2 separate regions of the Mustela erminea genome follow, and region 2 is linked to region 1. Evidence: chromatin contacts called from public Hi-C data. All regions are on one chromosome and are shown on one strand. Each heading gives the region's core, a stretch centred on a gene start, on an enhancer-like site or on the middle of the called end of the contact. The rest is flanking DNA. Distances are from core to core; before and after follow the strand shown.

Region 1 (6,417 bases), core at 3,545-6,044:
CGGGAAGGAAAGCATTGCTAGAATCAATTTGCCAGTCAAATGAACTCCTGCTCTTAATGTCTGGACAGAGGCCACCTTTTCTCTGCAATGTACCATGTGGCCACCGACCTGCCACGGGGCACCCTTGGGATCCAGGAGGTCCACACTGCGTTCCAGCAACTTCCCGGGGAGCCACACCAGGGCGGGTCAAGGTGGGGCCGTGAGACCACACTTTATAATGTCCTGGACTTCCACTTACACAGAGCTGTTCTTTGGCTTCTGACAGACACCTATGGAGGTGCTCCCCCTTCTGTGATGACACCTGTGTTGCTCAGAGCAAGGAGGGCCTCCCGGAAACTCTCTGTGCCTGGGGCACATCATTTGCATATTGGCAAAGATGGCACACTTTCCACCTTGGAGGGCGGACGGGATTTTTGGAAACACTTCAAGTGATTCGAGGGCAAGGCTAGTGAGTGGTGAGTGACAGAGCGTCCGAACACAGAGTCAAACATCCACAGGTGACTAGAGCATCCCTTGACTGCTTCCAAGGTGTCCTGGGAAGTCTTCATGTAACTGGAGGTCACGCGCCTCACTCCAGAGCCGACTCTTGCGTTTCTGGGAAGATACCTGGTGCAGTAGCAGATGGCCTTGGACATGTGGACAGAACACAAACCTATTTTCCAGGAGGCTCTCAAAGTCTAATATTCCAATAGCGACCGCGTGGATACATAAATGTTCACTGAGTGTTGTCTTTTATGTTATTTAATTATTTCCAGTAAAGGTGACTCCTTAAATTTGAATTTGCTATATACACCTTCATAAGCCCTTTCGTGTTAATAAGTTCATGAAGTAAAAACACCCCCTTCTTCAGACATAGCCTCATTTTTTAGTTCAAAAACATATATAGTAGATTTATACATAAGCCTCATTATGAAAGATTCTTAGAATATCAGAGCGCAAGAGCTTCCCTGTTTTTGTACGCCGATCTAGCCACAGAGTATTTTACAAGCAGCTGGAGACCCAGCCAGGGAAAGGGAAGCCCCGGGCTCCAGAAGGAGCTCGGTGGTAGGGGTAGCTAAAAAAACATGGAGTTGGTCCTATAGCTTAGGTGGGATGACTAAGGATACAGATCCTACTGGCACATCCAACATGATTTATGTTTTTTTTTTTTTTCTTTCCTGCCATTACGGCTTCTGCTCCAAACACAAAAACCTCACCTTCACGTTAGTGTAACTTTTAGGCATTGGCCAACGCGTAGTTGACAAGGATCTGTTGCTTTTCTCCAAGGGAAGAGATAGTCTGGGAGACGACAGAGTCTACCGAAAATATGCAGAAAGACATTAATGCCACGCATTTGAATAAGGCCGAGTTTAGTCATCACCGATTTGCCTTCCCAAATCCAGGTTAGTAGCTGGGTTTCATGACTCACACCCTGCTAACTCCCAGACCCTAGGCCAAGGGCCGCTCCAAGAGTTTGCCTGCAGCCAGCCGGGCCAGTGCTCGCGGAAGCAGCACGGCCTCTTTCCTTTGTTTCTGTTTCCTAATCTGGGTCAGATGGATCATCTGGACAAGACGGGGCCTCCCCAGAGGAAAGTACGGCGTGCGGGCAGGGGTTTCCACGTCTGGCATGGGCCAGCCGGAGCAGCAGTGTATACAGGTGACCTGGGAGTGAGCGGCACGTATGTACAGGAGAGGGGCAGACCACCTGGCTTCCTCAGTCGAGAACTTGCCTCTCATGTCAGTTACTACCTCTAAGTCTAAAATACAATCACACAGCTGAGTGGGAACAGGACCCTTGATCTGACCCAAAACGTTCCCTTAATGGCTGGAGACACGGAGGCTCAGAGGGTCAGGGAGGTGGCCAGGTCACACTATGAGGGCAGCAAGCTACTGGCAGGACAGGGGATGACCGTGCTTCCCTCCACGCCAGGCCACTACCCGGACCCCACAGGCTGAGACATCTGGTCCCCGCTGCCTGGAGGAGGCTGCAGAGTGGGGACAATGTTCTCCTGGCAATGACTGGCTGATTGACCTGCCAAAGAGAGCCGAGGGTGTGGACACTCTTCCCCACTTGGCCATGGCACTGGACCCGCGAGACTTCTGGAATGTGAGGAAAAGTCTGTCATTGGGACAAAATGTTTCTTCACAGAGGGGGTACAAATACCAGTGTGCTTCCCGTGAGTCTAAAGCTGTCTCATTTTGCGTCTGGGCTGTCCGGTTCTCTGACGGGCTGTTAATCTCATCCTAGGGTAGGAATTAAGCTTGTCAGGGTGGAGATAACTCCCTGCCTCCCTTCCCTAGTTGAGCGGTGCTGGGTACCCACCCATGGGCTGCTCAAGGACTATGTAAAAATAAAGTTGAGCAAGGTGTGCCTCAGGCCTGGGGACAGTGCAGGGGAAGTTTTTCAAAACCTCACAGGGATTTTGCAGCTGTAAACATCCTTGTATCCTCTGGTCAAACTTCCTTGGAGGCCCAGAGAAGGGAAGTAATAGCCCCAAGTTCACGCAGCACTCCTGCACCAGGGATGGGGTACAGCACTGAGCTCCTCCAAGGTCCCTCTGCACCAAACTGGCAACCTGCCTGGACTAGCGTCCCATGCCCTTTAAATCCTCACGGGGACCCTGCGGTGGGGCACACCCCACACTCGAGGATGGGATGTGACTGTTGCACTTTGTCTTCAAGGGAAAGAATGATAAGATGAAAGAAAAAAAGAAGTGCCCCACAGTCCTTCTCCCCTCCCTGGGGTCAGCAGCGGGGTGTGGCCCACATCCCAGAGAGGCACCGTCCTCCCCCACGGACTGCATACTCAGGAATAACCCAATGCCTAGGGCTTCGCCTCCGGCTTCATTGTGCAGCCTGTCGCTGTGCGGGGACTTACAGGCTCTGCCCAAACGAGGCACTCGCACCTGCCCTTAGAGACATCTAGTCACCCCGAATGCCGTCCACAATGGTAAAGGGCAGTGGAGGGACTTGGTGGCCTGTGGTCTCTCTACCTCCTTCCCCTAAGGCCCCTAGACAAGCCTCTGGCTTAACACCGCCCGCGTGTCTTCGCGTGGCGGTCGCTGCCGGCCATCCAGACGGAACACACCTGGATACGTTGAGCGGCCCGAAGCGGGGCCCCCGACTTGCCAGGTGACCCTCAGCACGCACCTGGCCCCCGTCTGCGTCTGCGCCCCATTCTTGGCGTGAAGCCAGAATCGTCACAGTTCCCCTCTCCTAGGACAGGAGGCGCCTGGCAGGAGGGGCCAGAGTCCACCCGGGGTCCACGTGGCCCGCTTGCGCCCGCGATCTCCTTTCTCTGCACTAGGACACGAGGCACTCAAAGCCAAGAGGAAGAACAGTTCTGCCCAGCGCGGATGCTGAAATTCGGCCTGGTTCGCCAGCAGGCGCCCGCTCGTGCCCCAAAGCTGGTGTCCCGGAGCGCAGCGGTCGCCGGCGGGCCCAGGACCTGAGGCGTCGTGCGCGTGCGCGGGCCCGCCGCAGGGCCGGGAAGGGCGCGAGGCCGCCAGGGATGCCCCGCGGCGTCGTGCGCGTGCCCGCCGCAGGGCCGGGAGGGGTGAGAGGCCGCCGGAGGCGTCCTGCGGCGTCGTGCGCGTGCGCAAATCTGCCGCAGGGCCGGGAGGGGCGCGAGGCCGGGGGCGGGCCCGCTGGCGCTCGGAGCCGCTGACGTTGAGGGCCCGCGCTCCCCATCCTCCGTCGGGCCGCGGGTTGGCCGCCGCGGGCGCGCTCCGCCCCCTTCCTCGGAGGACGCCCGGACGGAACCGATCGCGGCTGGTTTGAGCTGGTGCGTCTCCATGACGACACGCGCGGTGCTATAAGTAGCGGAGCGGCGGCGCGTCGGCTTTGTCAGTCCCTTCAGCCTCCGCCGCCGCCGCCCCTCTGCCAGAGCTCCGGCGCCACCTCGGGCCGGCGGTCCTCCGCGGGAGGCAGCGAGGCGGCGGGCGGCCGGCTGACGGGGGCGGCGGGGCGGCCGGCGGTCCTGCGCGCTCGGCGGCGGCGTCTCCATGGGGCTGGCCCGCGGCGCCCCAGCGCTCTGAGGTGAGAGGGGGCGCGTCCGGGCGGTTGGGAGGCGGGAGGGGGGACGGCCACGTGTCCCCGCGCGGCGGGCCGGAGGCCCGGGGCTGACCCTGCGCCCGGAGCTGCGAGGGGCACGTGGTTGTCGCGCCGACCGCGGGTCCCTGACCCCCCCACCCTCCGGGGCCCGCGTCCCTCCGTGGAGCGGGACTTCGGACCCCTGGTCCTGCGCGCGCCCGGCGGCCACCCTCGGCGCGGCCGGTCCTGCTCCGGATCGCCTCGGCTTGGGGCAGCCAGGGCCGGAGGGGACTGCGTCTCCCGTCTTCCGACCCGCGGCAGTGGGGACTCGGAGCCGGAAGCTGTCGGGAAGGCCCGCGGTTCTTTCAGCCGCTGTTCTTTTTCTAAAACCCATGCGGCCAGCCCGGCAGCAGGTGCAGGAGAGGGACGAGCGGGCCCGAGCAAGTCTCGGGCTCCCGTCGCTCCGCTCACTTCCATTAGGGTGAGGCAGGCCATTGCTGCCTCCCTGCCGTGCAATTTTCTCTTAGCGTCTGTGTACGGAGGAAGCGACCCGATAGAGCCGCTCTCCGGAGTTGCTGGAGCTCAGATGGGAGAGAGCCTTGTCTTGACGACGGCAGTACATTCTCCATTCGTTGTGCCCTAGAGTTGGCTCTGTGAGGAGTCTTGGGATGACTTAGAGATCTAAGAAGGGTCTAGAATATTGAGATCCCAGTCCAGGCAACAGACTGACCCGTACGAGGCAGCCCTTAAGGTTTTCCAAACAAGCTGATGGTGGTGGTTTTGAGAATCCCAACTAATGGGTAAGTGTGGGGAGCAGAACTTTTTAGAAAGGTCTGGGGAGCACAAAGAATGGGTTGGCTTTATTTAAGCTAAAATTGGGCATGGTTTAGTTGACTTGTGAAATTTTTTTTCAGTTTGCTTAAATTGGTCTCTGTCTCTTGTGTAATACTTCCCGGCTGGCAGGAGAGACCTTCCCAGTAGAGAGTGGTGTCTGTGCTCACTAACCCATCCTTTCAAGTGACTTAGCTCTTCAGAACACTGAAGGGTGAAACTGTGTTGCAAGTTTTCAAAATAAAGCTTTAAAAGATACTTAACAGTAACATTTCAAAGTAATAATTTCCCAAGTTTAAGCTTGAACATTGCTTTAAAGCTCTTCTAACAAGATCCTAGCTAAAGAGTCCAATCTGTTACTGTGTGAACCTGCCTTCAGTGTCGAATATATAGACACAACGGGTTTGCCGTCCCCTTAGACTCTTGACTTCCCCTAGAGGTGGTTTCGGCAACGTAGGTTGACAATGCCAGAAAGTCACATTAGATCAAGTCTTAGAACAAGTTCTTCCTCTGGCTCAGTCGGTAGAGGATGTGACTCTTGATCATGGGGTTGTAAGTTCAAGCCCCACGTTGGGTGTAGAGATTTTAAAAAATAAATAAAATCTTAAGAAAGGGGGGAAAAAAACAACAAAGGACAAGCTGTACCGTGCATGGGTTTGGATTTATGGCAGGCTCGTCCCCCTGGGCCTCTCATAGTGTCCCATGCCAGAGCAAACCGTGGCCCCGAACCATTGCCTGGCCTCTCTGCCGTAGGCTACAGGCACTGAAGCGGGTCGCACAGTGAAAAAAAAGTCCTGCCCAGCAGAAATTACATAGGTTAGAATCAGTAATTTGTGTCACATTTTGTGAAGACCCAAGGACAGTGGCTCTGAATGTTATGAGCTTTATTTTTGCTTATTCGTAATTCTTGTCTGCCTCCTTATTTTTGTTATTCATAAAGTTAGCCAGAAATTACTTCCATGTGATTATCGTTCATTAACTAAGCAAGGACGAGATGAGATTTGCAGAGTCGCTGACTTGATCGCCAGCTCTGGTTTAAGAACGCTGATTTCTGATCAGATACAGGAGCTGTGATACATTTTATTGATAATGAAGATTGCTTACTGTAAAAATACATGTTTGGGGGGTGTGCCTGGGTGGCTCAGTGGTTTAAGCCTCTGCCTTAGGCTCTGCTCAGGTCGTGATCTCAGGGTCCTGGTGATGGAGCCCCGCATTGGGCTTCTCTGCTCAGCAGGGAGCCTGCTTCCCCCTCTCTCTGCCTGCCTCTCTGCCTACTTGTGATCTTTCTGCCAAAGAAGTAAAATCTTTTTAAAAAATATGCATGGCCTGAAAATAAAGTAGCATAAAAATGAACTCAGAAAATTCTTAGGAAACTTCAGAGCATCAGTAAGTTTAGCCTTAGACATTTCCACAATGCCTTTCAGTTATTAAAACTTTTGTGAAGACTTAGGGAAAACAGAAGGTAGATGTTTATAAGGCTCCTTTTAGTAATTACTGAAGTGTTCTCTTAAGCTTCTAAAGAGATAACATATCCCTGAAATCAAATAAACTGGCCATTATAAACAATTTTTCTGT
Region 2 (6,911 bases), core at 3,323-5,822, 260 kb after region 1:
CGCCCCATCACCCAGGGCGCAGCAGAGGCAGAAAGGCACTGCCAACACGAGTACTCCCAGCGAATTAAAGTCTTTTGTTTTCTGCCAAGTACGGATATGGCTGAACTCACATGGTAAGTGTGGATACTGGGCAACCTTTTATCTTGAGTTCCCAGCAGTGAGCCCAAGGTTGTGCATGTTAACCTATAATGTGAACGAGACCCACCTCATCTCTGCTGATAAGTTCATTGGAAAACGTGAGGCCAGGCATCAGGCCACGTTTCTTGAGCCAGAATATCGACGCAAAAGAACCAGAAAAGAAGATTCCTTCCACGGCAGCGAAGGCCACAACCCGTTCTCCTGCGAAGAGTTAATACCGACATAGTCCCACTGAGCTAAGAAGCAGGTGCACAGGAGGGGCCACAGCCTAGGGACATCACTCAGAAGCCGAAGCTCAGACAGACGTGGGGCCAGAGGTATCCTTACCATAGGTGGCCTCTTTGTCCCCAATCCAACGCAAGGCCCAATCTGCCTTCTTCTTTACACAAGGCATTGTCTCGATGGCGTTGAAGAGAAATTCCCTAGAAGACAGGCAGGGCATCAGCAATTACAGCAAAGACCGCCTATCTCAAATGTCCACCAGAGAACAACACCGGGGCCAAGGCCAAATCGAGACTCAAAGCTAAAATGTTTTCTCATTACTGCTTTTGTTTTTCCCCCAGTGTTCTTTCTAAAATCTCAACATTCATTCATTCATTCCTAAGTTCACAGGGAGCCCCAAGACCTACTAACATGAAAAGTCTTAGTCCACTACACCAAGAGCATTTATCAGCTTAATTATATCAAGGCCACGACAATATATGAGGTCATGGTCAAGTTCACAGGTCCTATCTTTAAACCTGAGAAGCCATAAAACCTTAACTGCTAAGACTACTTAAGCTACGCTGTCCATTATCTTCCTAAAGAGCACTTTCCTTGCCAGTCCATATTATCAGGCCACTTATATGGGCCCCAAATGCCATATGTATGTAATAAAATAATTAAAGCCAATAAACTGGATAACCTGAGCTTACTTCCTACTCTAATTCTATACTACACTGATGGTCCCAGATCAGGAAAGCAAATCAACCGGCCCCCACTTACCTGGGTCTTCCTTATTGCCCTCTTCCGCCTCCAATGCATTCCCAGTCTACAGATTCCCCAGCCTGTTCCTTATGAGACGACCTTGTTCTCTGAAGCCAAGGTCATCGGACCAAAGGGCTCCCCTCATTGTCTTCCCATGTCAACATCCTGAAACAGGGTCTGCCCCTCCCTAGCTTTTGAAGCTTAACCACCACACCTTCCTGATCCTGCCCCTTCTGGTTATTTATCCAAGTCATGCCTATCCTCATCTTTCCTTATTTCTGCCTACAAATGTCTTCCAATCTTCCTACCCCTCCCAAGAGTCCCCCCAATCCTGCCAGCCCTGCCAAGCCACCACTCATTTTCCCTCTTCACACTCTTCCTGGTAACCCCCAGGAGGCCTACCTTCCGGCCCTACCACTTCTGTTCCATGAAAGACTCATCCCGAAGCTGACCTCAGTATCTAGACCACTCAGACAGCCATTTCTTTTTCTTTTTTTTTTTTTGTAAAGATTTTTTCTTTATTTATCTGACAGAGATCACAAGTAGGCAGAGAGGCAGGCAGAGAGGAGGAAGCAGGCTCCCTGCAGAGCAGAGAGCCCGATGTGGGGCTCGATCCCAGGACTCTGGGATCATGACCCGAGCCAAAGGCAGAGGCTAACCCACTGAGCCACCCAGGCGCCCCCAGACAGCCATTTCTAACGTTCTCCTCCTCTCTAATCTCAAACCTGTAAAATGATCCCATGATGCAAACCATCTCTTCACACAGTCCTGTGCCTAAATTCACCCATCTAATAGCAAACTGCTGTCCCCAATTTATTATGGGATTCCTCTCACTTATACCTCTAGATCTGATTTTCTGTACTGTACTACGAGCTCTTCAAGAGGGTAGTAATGTTCTAGTCAGGTGCACCCTCCAGTCCCCTCCACTTTGCCCCAGCTTCCCATTGTACGTTAACAGACTGGCCACACGAGTAGAAATGGCCAGACCGAAGATTTAGTTCATTGTACACAGCCTCTTTGGATGTGTTTTGCTTTGTTTACAAAGAAAGAGACTGACTAACAGTATACTTCCACTTCTAAAAATGGAATAGCCTCAGAACTTTGTTTTTAAGTGACTGGCTAATAAAATTGAGTGTAGGCCTCATCCTCAGACAGAACCACGGGCAGTAGAAACTGCTTTGTGGGGGCGCCTGGGTGGTGCAGTGGGCTAAAGCTTCTGCCTTCGGCTCAAGTCATGGTCCCAGGGTCCTGGGATTGAGCCCTGCATCAGGCTCCCTGCTCAAGGGGGAGCCTGCTTCTCCCTCTCTCTCTGCCTGCCTCTCTGCCTACTTGTGATCTCTCTCTCTCTGTCAAATAAATAAATAAAATCTTAAAAAAAAAAAGGGAAAGAAACTGCTTTGTCTGTTTAGTCACTTAAGAGTCATTTTTCCACCCCCACGTGAACTGGAAACTTGAAACAATGTGTAACAATTAGTGAGTCTCAAACATGTTGGCAGACCAACAGGCAAGCCAAATACTCACCTTTCTTTGGAATCTTTAATGTAAGTGTCAATGAGGAGACTGTACATCTCGGAATGGATGTTTTCCATGGCAATTTGGAAGCCATAGAAACAGCGGGCTTCTGTGATCTGAACTTCTTGGCTAAAGCGCTCCACCTAGTGGTGAAACACATCACAGTTTAGCGTGAGGCGCAACCCTTCAGGGGATCCTGGATACATCACACTCCCTTTATACCATTATAGGATTTGTCTCTATTTTTAGAAACAATACGTCTTCCTTATTCCGTGGTAAAGCTGAGCATGTTATGCCATATATGCTCCACTTACAGCTCAAGAAACACGGAGAGTCTGTTTTATAGGGATTCTGCAAACACTCATCAGTTCCTTTTTTCCTAATTCATGGCACCAAGAACCCACTCACAAGAGGATACATATGGAATCAGATGATTAAAACAGCAAAACCACAAAAAGAAAAGCAATGTCATAGCCACAAAGAGTAAACCCATTACTAGCACTTAACTTGTCTTTGAGCCTCTCGAGAGAGCCAGTGGTGGTGGGGTGGGGGGAATTAACCATAAGGAAAAAACAATTGCCAAGGATATTATAAAGCACGAAACGCCATATAACAGAACTACTAGATTACAACTATGTGACTTAACAGATGAGGCAAGAGAATTCATTTTCGCTTTAATCTTGAAGTGAATGAAAGCAGATTTTTGGGAAACTCACCAAGTTTTCATTGACTATGCCATCACTGGCGGCAAAGAAAGCCAGAACATGGGATATAAAGTATCTCTCCTCAGGCTTCAGGGAGTCCCAGTGCTGAATGTCCTTGGAGAGATCCACCTGAAGTTTAGAAGTTCACAAGGGACGTTAAGCGTGTGGGGCCTCGCACATATACCTAATTCATGGCTTAAAAGAACATCCCTCCCATGCATAGCTCCCCTGGCCAGTTAGAACAGCTCGCATCCTGCATCCCGCATCCTCCGTGGGGGCAACTATCCCCCAGGGGAACAAGGACATTTCAAACAAATTACAACCCGCACTGCAGGGGGCTTCCTCCAGAGCTGGGGGCAATGCTTCAACTTCCTAGGTCTCAGGCTCCTGACTCTGATTACCTCTTCGGCGGTCCAAAAGGAAGCCTCAGCTTTCTTATACATCTGCCAAATATCATGGTACTCAATAGGGAAGATGACAAAGCGACGAGGGTTTTCTCGCAGTAGTGGCTCGTCCTCCACGTTGGGGCCAAGTACCTTAGTTTTCTGCTGGGCGAGAAAGTAATGAAAATGCTAATTACAGGGCGCACCACATGAAATTGCCATTTTTTCGGGCCCAGTGCGTGCAATCCCCGGCAATCCCAGGTGGTTCGGTGTGTGAGCGTGAGCTGTCACACACGCATCCTACTCAGAACAGAAGCGGGACGTGACAGAGGAACAGGAGTAGATCTGCGGAAGTGCAAAGCACTGGGAGGGAATGCCTTGGCGGGAAAGAAGCGCGGGCCCGGGGAGTGGCTAGGGTTTGAAACCCTAGAGGAGACAATGAGGCTTTGGCGCCAAGAGGCGGCTGGCGCACTCCACCGGCTGCGCCCCGCCCCCGCAGGCCGCCCGGGCCACTCACCGGCTCGGCGGGTTCCTGGAAGATCCTCCTGGCGGTCTTGCTGGCCAGCACGCGGGTCCCGCTGAGACTCGGGGGCTGCGGGGAGACGCGCGGTGAGGCGCAGGCCCCCGACCCCACAGGCCCCCCGCCGCCCCGGCCCGGCCCGCGCGCGCGCTCACCGTGTTCTCCTTGTCCGCCAGGCTGAGCCCCTTGAGGGGCGAGAGCTGGAGCTGCTGCTGCTGCTGGGGGTCCACGATGGTGGCGAGCGGGACGCGGACGGAGAGCATGGCGGCGGCGAGGCGGGACGGCAGGTGAGGCGGCGCGCAGGTCCTGGGAGCCCCCGCGCCGCCCGGCTGCCTTTAAAAGCCCACCGCGGAGGGGGCGCGCGCGGTGGGCGTGGCCAGACGCCGCCTTCCCATTGGACGCTCCGGCCGGACGTGCGTGATTCGAGAGGCGCGCGGGAGCGCCGACCGCCCGCCGCCCGGGACCCCCCGGGACCCCTCTCTGGGCCAGCTAACCCGCTCAGGGGCGCCGCCGCCCCGGCCGCTGCCGGCCGCCCCCCGCCCCGGCAAGGGCTGCACCCCCCAGCGTGACTCGGGGGCTGCGGCGCGCGCGGGACTCGCTTCTCCGGGAACTGCCGGGGATTGAATGCAGCAACGCGATTGGAGGCCGCCCCGGAGCGGGAGAGGATTCCCCCACCCCTCGACCGTTGTCGCGGGTCGGGGCAAGTGGTTTTGCAAATGAGGTTGGTGCTAGTGCCTGGGAACGCCCAAGGCTGCGAGAGAAGCGCGGGGTTGCGACCGTTTAGATACGTGTACCTGGGTCGGGGGTAAGGAGTCCTCGAGTTCCTGCAGATCTGCGGGAGGATCGGTGACAGCCGTCCTGCCCAACGGTTAGGGCCGCTGGCTGCCGAGTCCCGCAGTGCAGATGCTGTATCACTTGGACATGTCACCTGGCTAAAAGATTCAGTGCCCTCCTTGGTAAAATGGGACTTGTCGCCGGACCTAACCTATGCGACGATTAATAAAATAGCGATGCGATAGAGCTGAGTTAAGTAAATGCCAGAGAGCGCTTTTGGTGCAGTTTCCCACTGAACTTGTGTCTGCTGCCAGGCCACTGTCCCCTATGTCAGCATTTTTTAAAATTAGAAACGGAGCAAAAAAGCCCTGAGAAAGACTAAAGAGCTGGGCATCCATTTACTGCTGATTGGGCATCAAGGAGCCTGAAGAGGAGACTGAAAACCTGCACTGTCATGAGGGAGACACGACCTTAATAGCAGTTTTCATTTTACTTTGGTTTTTCAGATTTGCCACAGACATTTGCCCTGCAAGTGGCATAATGCCAGGAATGAAGAATAAGAAGTGTTAGGATCTGAAAAATACATGATTCACTTGGGAAAGTTCCAACATCTGCAAATACTCTTAGGGAGGCCGCTAAAAGAAACACTGGACTTTTTACAGTTTTCTCTAGATATAATAAAGATGTCGGAGATAGGGACTATCCCCTCCTCGGGTCTGTTTCTCCCATGTCTCAGTCTCACATACATACTGTGTTTAATGTGTGCTCAAGCCTCAGAGAAAGATTAATGACAATCATTTCTCTTAGACAAAGCAAGCAACGACAAAACTTGGGGCTAGCATCCTTAATTTTAAAAGCAACTCCCAGGAGTGGTCAATTCCACCTTCCTCCAGCATCCAGCTCCAGAAAATGGATATTTTTAGTGGTGATTTTATGCCCCATAAAGCCATTATCACCTCTAAGAAAATGGTCAGGGATTCCTTGGTATCCTCTGCTACCCCATTCGCATTCCAATTTCACATCAGTACCCGAAGTGCCCCTTTCAGTTGCTCCCTCAGGCACCACGTGCTCTTCAGCTCCTGTTATACTCTGCTTGTCCAGGAACCATAAAGGATTACTCCGTGAGCTAGCCAGAATTCGTGACTTTATGTTCAGCTTAACTTTTTCCTACCAAAATAGCCCATGTGCCCTGTAGAGAACTTGGAAAAGACGGGTAGTACCACGAGGCAGAAAGAAAGGTCGCCATTCTCCCCTTCACTGCCTCCCAGCTCTGAGTCACTTGGGCATGTCCCGTCCTGCCTCCTACGGGTTTTCACTGCTCTGACTTTACAGGAGGAAGCGGGCGTAGAAAACTACGTGGCTCTGCGCAAAGATCACGCCCAGAGACACCGCCCAGCGGGCCTTCTGGCTCGCACAGCCTCCTCTCTTGTCCTTTAGGCTGGAGAAAGAAGGGCGCGCGATCAGACCGGGCCGCCCAAGTCCGCCGGGGAGGATGCTGCCCCAGCCGCCGGCGCCGGGTTACCTGCGGTTCTTTCTCGTTTCCCTGCCGCGCCCGTTTTGACATCTGCTCCACGATTGGTCCGCCAGAGAGAGGCTCCGCCCCCGCGACGACCGCGCGGCCACACTTCTTGGGGCTGGAGCTCCCACGCCGCCCACCTGCAAGCCCCGCCCCCGCTTCCGAGGCCCGCGCTCCCGCTGCCCTGCTCCCCGCGGCTGCGCCTGTACCCGTCCCCCGCGGCTGCCCCTGTACCCGCCCCCCGCTGGCCGAGTGAGGTGGCCACCGAGGAGCCGCCTCTCCATCCGCCTCCCAGGCAGAGAAACCCGCCGCGGAGCGGAACTTGAGGGGCTTTCTCAAAGCCACTGCTCACTCTACCAAGTACCCCCGCTAGGGACTGTCTGTTAACACTAATGACC

What was found. A called contact is a pair of places that touch in the nucleus more often than the background predicts.
Region 2: a contact with region 1 is called in a Hi-C map of spleen, with 5 times the contacts expected there. The contact joins the promoter of RRM2 here to the promoter of LOC116596202 in region 1. A contact is called at or near these places in 2 of 3 Hi-C or Micro-C datasets (fibroblasts and spleen).

What each region holds. Positions count from the first base shown.
Region 1 is chr7:134,397,528-134,403,944 of mMusErm1.Pri, forward strand. It overlaps LOC116596202 (proline-rich protein 2-like), which reads right to left and starts at 4,795. Exons shown (of 2, transcript XM_032353329.1): 1 at 3,130-4,795. The coding sequence starts at 4,405. The coding sequence ends at 3,299. ODC1 (ornithine decarboxylase) reads left to right here and starts at 3,914. Exons shown (of 11, transcript XM_032353321.1): 1 at 3,914-4,017. It overlaps LOC116596679 (a small nucleolar RNA gene), which reads left to right and starts at 5,491; the gene lies at 5,491-5,625.
Region 2 is chr7:134,659,284-134,666,194 of mMusErm1.Pri, forward strand. RRM2 (ribonucleoside-diphosphate reductase subunit M2) reads right to left here and starts at 4,573. Exons shown (of 11, transcript XR_004288056.1): 1 at 4,379-4,573; 2 at 4,221-4,295; 3 at 3,722-3,868; 4 at 3,333-3,449; 5 at 2,626-2,759; 6 at 466-560; 7 at 206-339.